Linked DNA regions of Mus musculus: region 1 is linked to region 2. Evidence: chromatin contacts called from public Hi-C data. All regions are on one chromosome and are shown on one strand. Each heading gives the region's core, a stretch centred on a gene start, on an enhancer-like site or on the middle of the called end of the contact. The rest is flanking DNA. Distances are from core to core; before and after follow the strand shown.

Region 1 (5,489 bases), core at 835-3,334, 410 kb after region 2:
TGGTGGCTGAGTCTCTTAGCATCTCCCTCCTCACTATCCCAGCTCCCATCTCCAAACCAGAGACAACTCCTCTTACGGGGTATTTCAGTCTTGGCCACATATTATGATCAACCACCTGGGACTTCTAAAAATTCCACAGGCTCAGGTTGTGTTCCAGATGGAGCGATTTCTCCATGGGTGTTGGTCCAGACTTGGTATTCTTAAAAGTCCTCTATGGTTCCAGGATGATTCCAGGCAGGTGTTGAAGCTCTGTGCTGGGAAACATCTCTGAGCCTGGCTACTTGTCAGAGTGGGGAAAGTAGACTAACTGTGGTCATGGCACCTGTAACCTCAGCACTGGGAAAACAGAGGCAGGGGGATTGCTGGGAGTTCAAGGCCAACCTGATATGCACAGTAAGTTACAGACCAACCAGGGATACATTGCAAGACCCTGTACTACACAAAGAAAACCAAGGGGAGGAGCAGCCACAGCACACAGAGCAATTTGAACAGGGCTCACTCATCCGAGCTATGCATTCACACTGGCATCCCACCGTGGATCCTGCTGTAAAAATTTTATATGTCTTATATATACATGTTTTTATATATGTGCCTTAACTGTGTCTTTTGGAGAAAGTGATACAATTCAAAGACATATATGTGTATGTAAGATATCTATTGATCTCCCTGTTCTATACAGAATGGAATGAAAGATCCATCTTGTGGAAGTGCCTGGAAGGAAGAATTGGTACACAGAGGCAGTGGGGCATCTTCTAGGACAGTCTGGGAAGCTAGAAAACACACAAGAAAAAGCTGATATCTCAGCAGAAGGTGAAGGATAAACAGGAGAGGATACAGAACAGGAGTCGGCAGTAGGCAAGAGATCCACAGACAAATGTCACCCTCTCAGGCACAGGGCTAACTGTGCATGAGTGTCTGACATTAGTAGACTGTGACTTTTAAAAAGCATAATGGTTGTGGTCTGAAGAGATGGCTGGGTTGGTAAAATGCTAGCTGTGCATGAGGACCTGGGTTCTATCCCGCAGAACCCAGCAAGTAAGCTGGGGAAATGTGCACCTATGTAGCACCAGAGTTGGAGAAATGGAGGCAGGAGGCTCATGGGGCAGACAGACTAACCCAACTGGTTAGTTAGCTCCTGGTCCAACCAAGAGATCCTGTCTCAAAATAGAACTCGAGAATGATTAATGAAAATATCCAACATAGAGAGAGAGAGAGAGAGAGAGAGAGAGAGAGAGAGAGAGAGAGAGAGAGAGAGAGAGAGAGAGCGCAGACTTTCCGGGCAGGGAGCAGGTGAGTTTGCATTTATGTTTCAGTGCCTTCTGCACTCACTTCCTGTACCCCGCACATATTAGCACACGGCTCTCTCACAGAAAAGGCCAGCAGCACCTACTCAAACCAGAAACACAAAGGAGAAAGGTGAAGAGTGGGAGGAGCCCCATAAAGACAGAGTCATAATAATAATAAAAAGTCTATGGATGGCAACTTTCCCCCAAGCTTCCATAAAACACCGCCTAGGGACACAGATCCCCAGCGAGCCCTCTGCATTCTTCTGCTTAATGAGAATTTCTGAGAACCAAATCTGCCCAGAGTGAATCCTCAGGAGGCAGTGCTTTATACAGCTGTCCCATGTCACACTGGTTCTGAGACAGACCAGCTCCTGAAGTCCCAGTGTCTTCTGTGGGAACACAAAACTATAGGAAAGTGATGGGAGGCTCCAGGGAGTTAAGATGGCACATCTGGGCCCGTGATTGAGCCTCTAATTCACTCAACCACAATCTCCCTAGGGGTGGGGGGTGGGAACTCGCTTCCTTATCCCCCCCCCCAAAACCAAGAGGAATAGCAATCAGCCCTTGCCTGAATAGGGAGGTCAGCTCAAATGACAAAAGCTCCTAAAGAATGTGAATCTGTGGCTAGGTCACTGGTCTGAGCTGCCCTCCATGACCTCGGCCCACCACGCTAACTCCCTCGGTCTCAGATTTAAATAAAAATAACCAGACATGAAACAGTGAAGAGCTGTTACTAAGGGAATCGGATCCTTGGTAGCGTATCCTCATGAATTTCCCTGATGGGGTTGAGTCAGCACTGGATGTCTCAGAAACATTCCAGACGATTTCGAAGAGGCAAGGGCAGACGGGTAATTAAACCACACAGTCAGGAAGCCTTGGAAACAGAGAACAAAGGGCGAGGGAAGGAGAAGAAAAGAAACATAGACAGCAAAACAAGACCCAGAGGTGGGAAACCAGGGTTCGGTGGTGGCAGGCTGGGGCTTCCTGGGATGCTGCGCGCCCTTCTTCTATGCTCCTCTGTGTTTACTGAAGAGTGGCTTTTGCCCTCTCTGCAGAGCCTCAAGGCTGAGGAAAGGTGTAAGGGCTGTATGTAGGCAGTTGGTCTGGAGATGGCTCCACCTTTAAGGAAATAGGCTGAGGAAACAGATGAAGGCAGTCTGGCAATGCTGTCAGGAAGGGGATTGGGTTGGCCTACAGCTCCCTGGGCCACTCCCTGCGCTCCTCAGGCTGAGACACTCAGCACTGCTACTCAGCAGTAAGATTGTGTTGTATGAAACGAAGAAGCCAGGGCGAAACTGCATACAGGCAGATGGGGCTGGTGGCTTCTCTGTGCTCCTGAAAAGTCATTCTCCCTTGTCACCAGCCTGCTCCACCCTGGAAGCCTGATGAGTCAGTGTATCCAAGGCCTCTAAGGGCTCCAGCTAGTCTTGGCCTGAGGAGGCATCACAGAAGCGAAGAGAGGAGCGCGAGGTCTCCCATGTTCCCCACTTGGTCCTATAAAACTGCAGCACATTGGCAGAGCACAGCTGGAAGCCAGTTTCCCTTCTAAGCCTATCCAGGGCTCCTGCCACACACACACACACACACACACACACACACACGGGCACACACACACACACGGGCACACACACACACACACACACACACCATCACGAAGCATGCCGTTCTTGAGCTGAGGCTCTCTGTGATGCTGCTCTGCTGTGGACCAGGAGCCAGTGCATCTGTCCAGACAGCCCTGCAGTCTGCCAAGAGACCCACTTCCACATCTTTACCCAAACCTTGTTTTTTCGTAACTTTACTATGTGACAAACCATGAGCGTTTGTAACGGGAGATTGCTTCATCCTCCCTCATCCCCAGACCCTGGAGAAAACGAGATGCTTCTCCTCAATTGGGGATTTGGGAGAGAAAAATAAAATAAAACAATCCAGATCTGGGTCGGCAAAAAGCCTGCTTGCTGAGTGTAATGAGGCCTCTCTGCTAATTAACACGTTCCTGTGGAAAAGGCAAGTGTGAGAACATATATATCCCTCTCTCGACGGCGCCATCGCAAATTCCGTAAAGCATCACTTATCCCTTCGACCTGGAGCAGGGAGCACACATACTGAAAATTAAAATTCCAGAAATTGTCTGAAACGCTCAAAATTCAACAAGTCACCTGACAGCACTAGTTAAACTTCTTGGGCTGTTAATTAGCATAGACATTAGCATCCACGTATTCCACCGACCCTGGATCAAAAAATATTAAAAAATTAAAAAAAAAAAAACATACTGTTCCGAACATACGAGGACCTCTTCATCGCTATTCCCTAAATCAGTGTAACAACTGTTTACACAGTGTTCACGTTGGACAGGGAATACTAAGCAACCTGAGCTTAGAACTATGAACGGGACTGGGCGTGGCTCGGCAGTAGACTAAACAATAGGCGTGGTGCCTGAAATTCCAGCATTAGGGAGGTAGAAGCATAAGCATCACATGTTCGAGGCCATCCTCCACTACATGGTGATTGGTCGGGGCCATCCTCCACTACATGGTGATTGGTCGGGGCCATCCTCCACTACATGGTGATTGGTCGGGGCCATCCTCCACTACATGGTGATTGGTCGGGGCCATCCTCCACTACATGGTGATTGGTCGGGGCCATCCTCCATTACATGGTGATTGGTCAGGGGCCATCCTCCACTACATGGTGATTGGTTGAGGCTATCCTCCATTACGTGGTGATTGGTTAAGGCCAACCCCCACTATAAAGTGATTGGTTGAGGTTTTCCTCCACTCTGTAGTGATTGGGTGAGGCTATCCTCCACTATAAGGTGATTGGTCGAGACCATCCTTCTCTACATACTAATGGGAGGACTTGCCCTTGTTCAATCCTTCTACTTTATCCTTTTTAACCAGAAGAGTACAAGGAATGGTAGAACATACGGATGGATGAAAAATTTCAGCCCAGCCTACTCCCCAGCTTCTCTCGGCCTGCAGAATCTTTGCGTGGAAGGATGAAGAGGATGTGGAAAGGGAGAAAGGAAAGACATCTCTCTCAGCATACTAAAAAAATACTTCTCGGGGCTGGTGAGATGGCTCAGTGGGTAAGAGCACCCGACTGCTCTTCCGAAGGTCAGGAGTTCAAATCCCAGCAACCACATGGTGGCTCACAACCATCCATAACAAGATCTGACTCCCTCTTCTGGAGTGTCTGAGGACAGCTACAGTGTATTTACATATAATAAATAAATAAATATTAAAAAAAATACTTCTCAGTAGCATGGGCAAAGGTTTGAGCAAGCGGGGAGTCTTGAGAGGAAAGCAGTTCTAAGAAGCTGCAGCTAACTGAAGTGCAAAGTGTGCTGTAGAGGTGCTAGCTAGCTAGCTTGTGACAGGTGTGGCCAGCACCATGCCTATCTCTCGGTCATTAGCAGCCAGACCACCGCTCAGCTGGGCGGTACCCCCAGAATCATTCCATTCCTTTTTGTCCTCACCTGGGCAGTTCTGTCACCTTCCATGGATATTCAATGGAAAAAGGTCTAGCTGCTGCAAACTACAGGCAATTCAGTCTTATGAGCTCTCTCTGCTCACGTAGGTTTTCCAGTCCTGTGGGATCTGCTGGGATCCACCCACTCCTCTCGCAATAGTGCCTACCTCTGTAACCTAGGCACTTCCGTTTCAATGATTGCAAAATACTTTCCAAGCCCAAGAGGACCCTATCCACATGAGACGTTGAATATGAAGATCACCTTCTTAAGGCCTTGACCCATCCACTCACCGCATCACACATTCCTTCCTGTTTTCTCTCATTTTAACTGGCTTCATGCAGAAATCACTTGTTTTGGTTGGAAACACACAGGCATGCACACATGTGCACATACACACACACACCATACACACATGCACACGCTACCAACAACAACAACAATAGCGACACTGTGGCCCCTCCACATGGACTCCTTTTTCCCTCCAGTTCTTACGAACCTTAACTTTGCACCATGCCACACTTTTGATGTTCATACCTCAAAGGGAGGCATGATGTGCTTCTCATCAGTCTAGCTCCTGTGCCTGATGAAGTACCCCACATAGAAATCATGCTTAGTGGGTGATAATTAATAGAATGCATGAGCACAGCCATACAGCCAGTGCTGTTCCCTTAGAGAGGACAGCTCATACACAAAGTTATGGCAATATAAGAACACTGAGAAAGGTTAAATGAAGA
Region 2 (6,235 bases), core at 2,803-5,302:
AAATTAATAAGACAGCTACCATTCTAGATAGTTGTTTATTAAAAAAAAAATAGCCACTTTCCTTAGTTTTACCCGTAGAACATTTTTCATTTTTGCAGACAAATTTCTAGAATTGAAGTCTTAAATTACTTTTCCCGTGTAACTTACCCAAAGAAACCAATCCCTGTTTTGATTAAGGCAATCAGATATGTTTTCGCTATTCAAATATAAAATTTGTCAAAAATAAGCCATGGCCGCCTGGTCAGTGGCTGCACCACTTGGAAGGCAATGCTCTCTGTGTGCTTGCCACAATTACTGTCAGTACTGGATATGTGTCAGACTGATTTAAACCCAGCTCCCTTATTTAGCATGTGTTTATGACAATGTGAGGCTAATTTATTGCTCATGATCTATCATTCTCATGCTTCCTCTTTAGTATGCAGCTTCTTATTTCTGTATAAGGTGATGTAGCTTCCAATTTGCAAATCCACACAAAGTGACATTGTGCATTACAACAGCTGTGTGACCAAGGTCTTATTTCATTTTCCACTCCCTGCATTGATGATTAGTCTGCTAGCAACACTAAATTTACAGGCTTTGCAAGCCCCTAAGTTATAATGCTTCTTCGGATGTTAATTATCTCTCTTTGCATGCCCTCTTTATTATATATTTGATATATAGTACAAATGGCTGTCCTTTGTATCTGGGAGAATGAGCCTAATGGCGTGCCCAATCTCCTGCACGTGCACAATGCCAGTCCCAGAGATACCCTGTGACTGGCTCACAGCACAGCGGTTACAATGGCTGCTGACTTTCCCTGTCAAGACTACTAAGTTTATGGTGTCTTGCAAATATTTGTCGAGGAAAAGGTACTAAAAGATATTTCTTTTCCAATATTCGTCATGTGTCTTAGGAAAGGAAAGCATCTTTGTGATGAGCGAGACACCAGTGTGCTTTCAATGCTCTTCTCACTCAACGATCAAGGTGCGCATTTCCTTCTCCTGCAGTCAGGATTCACAGGATCAACATTTATTCTGGAATACAAACACCCTTCACTGATTCACATCAGCCAATACAGTATAGGAAGAGCTTTCCTTCCTTCCTTCCTTCCTTGTTTCCTCCCTCCCTCCTTTCCTCTCTTTCTTCCTTCCTCCCTCCCTTTCATTCATGTTTGTGATCGGTAACTTGAAAGAGAGAAAAAGGTCAGCTATGTGTTCTGCTTTCAATTGATCCCATTAGATTCTGAGTCCCACTAGGTAAATTATCACATCCCTAAAAAGTCCAAAACTCTTAGAGATTGGTTAACTCTTAAACTGGCAAATAGAAACTCGATAAATTTATCATAATATATATGCTTTGATAATTATATATATATATATATATATACATATGATATGTGTGTGAAATGGATAAAATTAACACATACAATACACACCCTACTTTATGCTATCCAGTTTAGTTACTTTGCTTGGAGAGGTAAGTCTATGGTAAGCATAGATTTTAAAGGTGAGGAGACTGTAAAGAACAGAATGTCCTGTTACCCTTTATCACACACTTAACACTTCTAATACCTAGACAGGCACTGTGCATTTGACGTGCATGATCTTATAGTAACCATCCCAACAAGCACACGAGGCCACATCACCCCATTTTACAAGGTGGAGAGAGCCAAAGCTCTGGAGTTCACAATCCACCCAAGGCTGCAGCTGTAAGCGGCAGAGCAAAACTCCGAGAGGCGGTCAGAGGTCTTCCTGGCTCTAAAGCCTTGTCTGCTTCGCTAATGTCAGAGGAGAGACGTAGGATCGGTAATTTAAGAATGACCTTTAGCTATAAAAAAGGCTGTGCTGGATAAAGTCTGTGATCATATTCTCTGTATTCTTCAAACCAAGGAAGACAAAGAAATAGAATACGCTGCACTTGTAGCACGAGAAACCTAAGTTGGTTATTTTTACAAAGCAATTTCCCAAAGAGAAACACGTGTAGGTGAAGCTGGTCTTCCCTTGAAAAAGCCACATCATCTCCTTTTGAAGTCCCAGATGAACTTGCTCCACACTGAACCTTAACTTTCAGAGTGAAACCACCCTGATGACGATGTAGGCCACAGATGAAAAGTGTAACCATGTTATCTATTGCTGGGTAAAAATCTACCTCAAATGTGGTGACATAAAACAGCAGCCCTGTCCTTACGCTCCCACATCTGTCTGTCTGGAATGTAGGCAAGGTGGAGGGGGTTTGCTTGTTGTTATTACTTTTTTTTTTTTTTTTTGAGGTTATAATATAACCTCCTTTCCCTTTGCTCTGAAAACCCTCCCTTATATTCTTCCTTGTTCCCTTTTAAATTCATGGCCCCTTTTAACATTAATTGTTGCTGCATACATACATGTATTCATTTACATGTATTCCTAAATTAATCCTGCTCAGCTTGTATAATGCTACCTGTATGACCATTTGCAGGGCTGGCCATCTGATACTGATTAAACAGTTGGAACACTCTTCCTTGGGGCAGACTATTTCTCCCACTCTTGGCATTCTTATTGCCTCTCATTCTATTTTCTCACCATAATCTGCTCAATTTCTTTTCTTTCTTTTATTTTTTTTTTTGGAAAAAAATGTAGAAGATAAGAATATCCATTAATTGTTTAAGTTTCTGGTATGGTTGGTCACTATCAGCTTGACACAAATTACAACCCCCTGGTGGGGGAGCCTCACCAGAGCTGTCTTGATTTGCTCACTTGAGGGTGGTTGTCAGTGGCACCTCCTGATAGTCATCCCAGGAGAGGATGTGTCAGAAGGAAGGCACATCCCTCTTATGTTGTTCTTGTCCTTCCCTCTTGATGAGGTAAGTTACCCTTTGTGTTTACTGCCGTTCAGTCAACTCACTCTTTATGTAGAGTTGATGTCTCTTGGGTTTCCCTTCTATGAAACATGTATTGTTATTGCCCTGTTCAGATTATGTTTAGAGATAGTCATGTTGGCATGACATTGTATGGGTAGCTTCTGATATTTCTAGGAGACACAACCTCACAGGAAACTCCCAGATTTTCTGGCTCTTAAAATCTTTTGGCCTCCTATTCCACAATGTTTCCTGAGCCTTGTGCATGGCAATATTTTGTAGATATATTCCCTGGGACTAAACACCACAGTTTTGTGTTTTGATTATACACAAAACTATATATGGTTTTATATAGTGGTCTACACCTGTTGCCAAGAGAAATTTTTGTGATGAGAATTCCTACACTTCTTTAGCATCAGGGCACTTGAACTATCTGCAAGCATTCTAATCTAGGAAGTTGAAGCCATGATGGATTCAATAATGTAGACTCAGTAGTTGAACAGGTTCAAATCCAATGAAGCCCTCTGGCCACACGAATGAGTCCAGATGTGGTGTGGAGAGAGAATGGTCAGGCACCCGGACACTATTGGAATATGACATTCTGAAGATCACATACAACAAGCTCAGTGAAATTAAGTTTAGAAAGTATGTAAGTAGCTGGTTAAATATGTTCAACACACAAGCAATTCATCTAACAAAGAATATGCTAGAAATAGACAAATAGTTGTGTAAGCCACCAAGGACACTTTTGTGTGCAGATTAAAGGTAATGCACCACCCCATAATATTCTAACATCTCTCCAGGCAGAGGAGAGTCAGGAGCCTCGTGTGACTCACATATTAATAATCTGTATTTTCCCATAGATAAGGGTAAAAACTGCTTAGAGCTATAACTTGTACCTTTCAATTTGCATCTTCATTGCACAGGGGAAGGCTGCTTCCTGACACATATGTTTGACTATTCAGGCTGAAAATAAACTGGTATGGGTTTAATTCTACTGGCAAGAGACCAGCTTTTCATAACTTTAGCCTAGCGAATTGTTATGGGCCATAATTCAAATTTAATGATCTGACTCATTGAAATGATAAGATCCCAGCTTTGGGCAGGCATATTGTTGCTTCTCCTAGGAATGTCAATTATTTTATGTCATGCAGTCCCTCCGTTTTCCTGTATACCTTTAAATAGAAGCAAGGCACTACCAGTTGGCACGAACCACGGCAAACATGTGAGTCACTGGGGCTTCTGGAAACACATGTGGGTCCGTATTTGAATCTGCTGAGCCCATCGTTAATGATGCTGTACAGTTTAGAGGCTTCACTGTCGACAAAGGCCATATGTTTCCCCGGCAGCTTCTCCTGCAATGCTGTTTACTGTATATTCAGCTAAGGATCTGAACAGCATTACCTGCAGTGAAAGATTCTATCCACAGACTGTCCTACGTGATGTGCTGTATGAAACAGACAAATGTGTCTGAAATATGTGGACAAGCAGCTCCTTCTCTAAGACAGCATCGAATGCACTGACTTTGCTCCTAATACATACAGTCTCCTAGCTCATTTATGGGGACCAAGGAAGGATTGTTATGACTGCCATGTAAACAACGTGTATTTTAAAAGCTAAGGCCATGCTAACGCATAGTCAGATGTCTTCGTTTAAAGGACAATGGCTGTGACTGCAAAGAAGGATTTTATTTTCTTCTACACAATCAGGAAGGACACATTTTTCATCCCAAGGACCATCCTATTGTCAGTGGTTTTGAGGTTCCCTTGATTATACACTTTTCCTATAAAAACAGGCATTATGGCTAAGCAATCTGGTTGACCAGAAATACCAAGGTGACAAGATAGGCCCCTTTGGTGATTGCTTCCTCATTCTGTTCTGATTAAGCAAAGGCAACTGCATACAAAGATGTTTACCTTAAGAGAGCACAATGAAATGTTCCTTTAAGCTTTTCTCAACAGAAATAGGACCCCACTGTGGAGTTCTATGCCTAACACACAGTAAAATAGGACTCTGCAAAGCTGTGTCACTTCCCTTAACCCCAGCTTCCTCCTTCGGAGAAACAGAGTAACCCCATTACTTATTCTCATGGATAACCTTGACTGTTAAATGGCATGAGTTATTCAGGAGCTTAACCAAATCCATGTCTGAGTAAGCACTCAATAAATAGGAATTTTGATTAAAACCATCAGAATATATTTTTCTTGTCCATGACTGAATTCAACCTAATTTCACTCCTGGATGTATCTGCCAGTTAAACTCAACTGAAAATCAAAGGGGGTGAAGGTCAGAGCTAAGTGTGTGGTTAAATGAGCCAAGTTACCGGACTTTGGAATGGGACAGTCAGACAGACTCTTACATAGGAAAGAAGTTTAGAAAGCTAGTTGAAGTTGGTTCCTTCATTCCTTTCCTGAACAGACTCATGTAATTAAAGGGCTGGATTGTAATAACCCCGTGTAATCAGTAACACAAATTCCAGTGGTGGCCCAGTTGATTTTCATCCCTACTGCAGGGTAAACTTAAAGTAAACTGCATAATAAGAGTATAGGCAAAGAGCCATCCTAATTAACATAGCTCAATATTCCGAATAGTTTAACCTCAGCATACAATGAACTGTTCCTTCACGTTTTCCTTAAAGAACAGGATGGAAACTGAGGCAGTGACTTACTTAGCTCAAGCACAGCCAAGTTTCTAGGGCTTCCTCGATTTATTTTCATGATACTGGGTATAAGTGGCTAGAGATGTTAGTTTAGTAGTAAGACTTCTTGCTGCACAATGACCCCAGCACCCATATAAAATGCTAGGTGTGATCACCATGCATGCCTGTTACTCCAGAGATTTGGGGGAGGGGGGTAGAGACAGAAGGATTGCTGAAGCTTGGTGGCTATCAGCTTAACTTTAGGCTCTGTGAGAAACCCTGTATCAAATGACTAAGGCAGAGAGAGATAGAACAGGACACCTGGCATCCCTTCTCTGGCCACCTCAAACATTCATACAGATGTGCTCACACATACATACACATATGGGCATATTCCACACTCTCACACACACCAAACATGGAACTTTTCTGGTATAGATTACATCATTTCCATCTATAATGTACAGCCATCTTTTAAAACATTTTGGCAAGATGATGTAGTAGTTTTGTATGCATACATAGAAAAAATGCTATCTCATGAAGCCTAGTGTTACTGTTAATAAAGGATAAGAAGATCTAGGTTTCAATACTCTAATAACAATAATAAGGACAAAAAGAAAACGGATCATCTTACCTTATATGTATTACATTTTCAAATCCTATATATAACTGGGATTTTCCAAAAAGAGAATGTTTCATTCTTTTCCTCCATTAGAGACAGTATTAGTCCATTTCTAGATCCTTATTCTGAGATAGAACTGTGGTCCAGAGAGAGAGAATTCTAT

What was found. A called contact is a pair of places that touch in the nucleus more often than the background predicts.
Region 1: a Hi-C map of adipose-derived mesenchymal stem cells shows a contact between it and region 2, with 2.4 times the contacts expected there. The contact joins two enhancer-like sites. A contact is called at or near these places in 6 of 484 Hi-C or Micro-C datasets (the C2C12 cell line, adipose-derived mesenchymal stem cells, cortical neurons and 3 more), 2 of 115 datasets of contacts at active chromatin or transcription factors (embryonic fibroblasts and embryonic stem cells) and 1 of 9 other capture datasets (embryonic stem cells).

The regions. Positions count from the first base shown.
Region 1 is chr14:117,928,662-117,934,150 of GRCm38.p6, forward strand. All of the region lies in intron 6 of Gpc6 (glypican 6), which reads left to right. Among named protein-coding and RNA genes, the nearest start is that of Gm52110, 22 kb to the left of the region's middle. Within about 2 kb of position 2,085, at least 140 of the 459 cell types and tissues checked have an H3K27ac peak or open chromatin away from gene starts, as enhancers often do. A contact at or near this core is called in adipose-derived mesenchymal stem cells, where this site is marked.
Region 2 is chr14:117,515,754-117,521,988 of GRCm38.p6, forward strand. All of the region lies in intron 3 of Gpc6 (glypican 6), which reads left to right. Among named protein-coding and RNA genes, the nearest start is that of Gm52111, 260 kb to the right of the region's middle. Within about 2 kb of position 4,053, at least 25 of the 459 cell types and tissues checked have an H3K27ac peak or open chromatin away from gene starts, as enhancers often do. A contact at or near this core is called in adipose-derived mesenchymal stem cells, where this site is marked.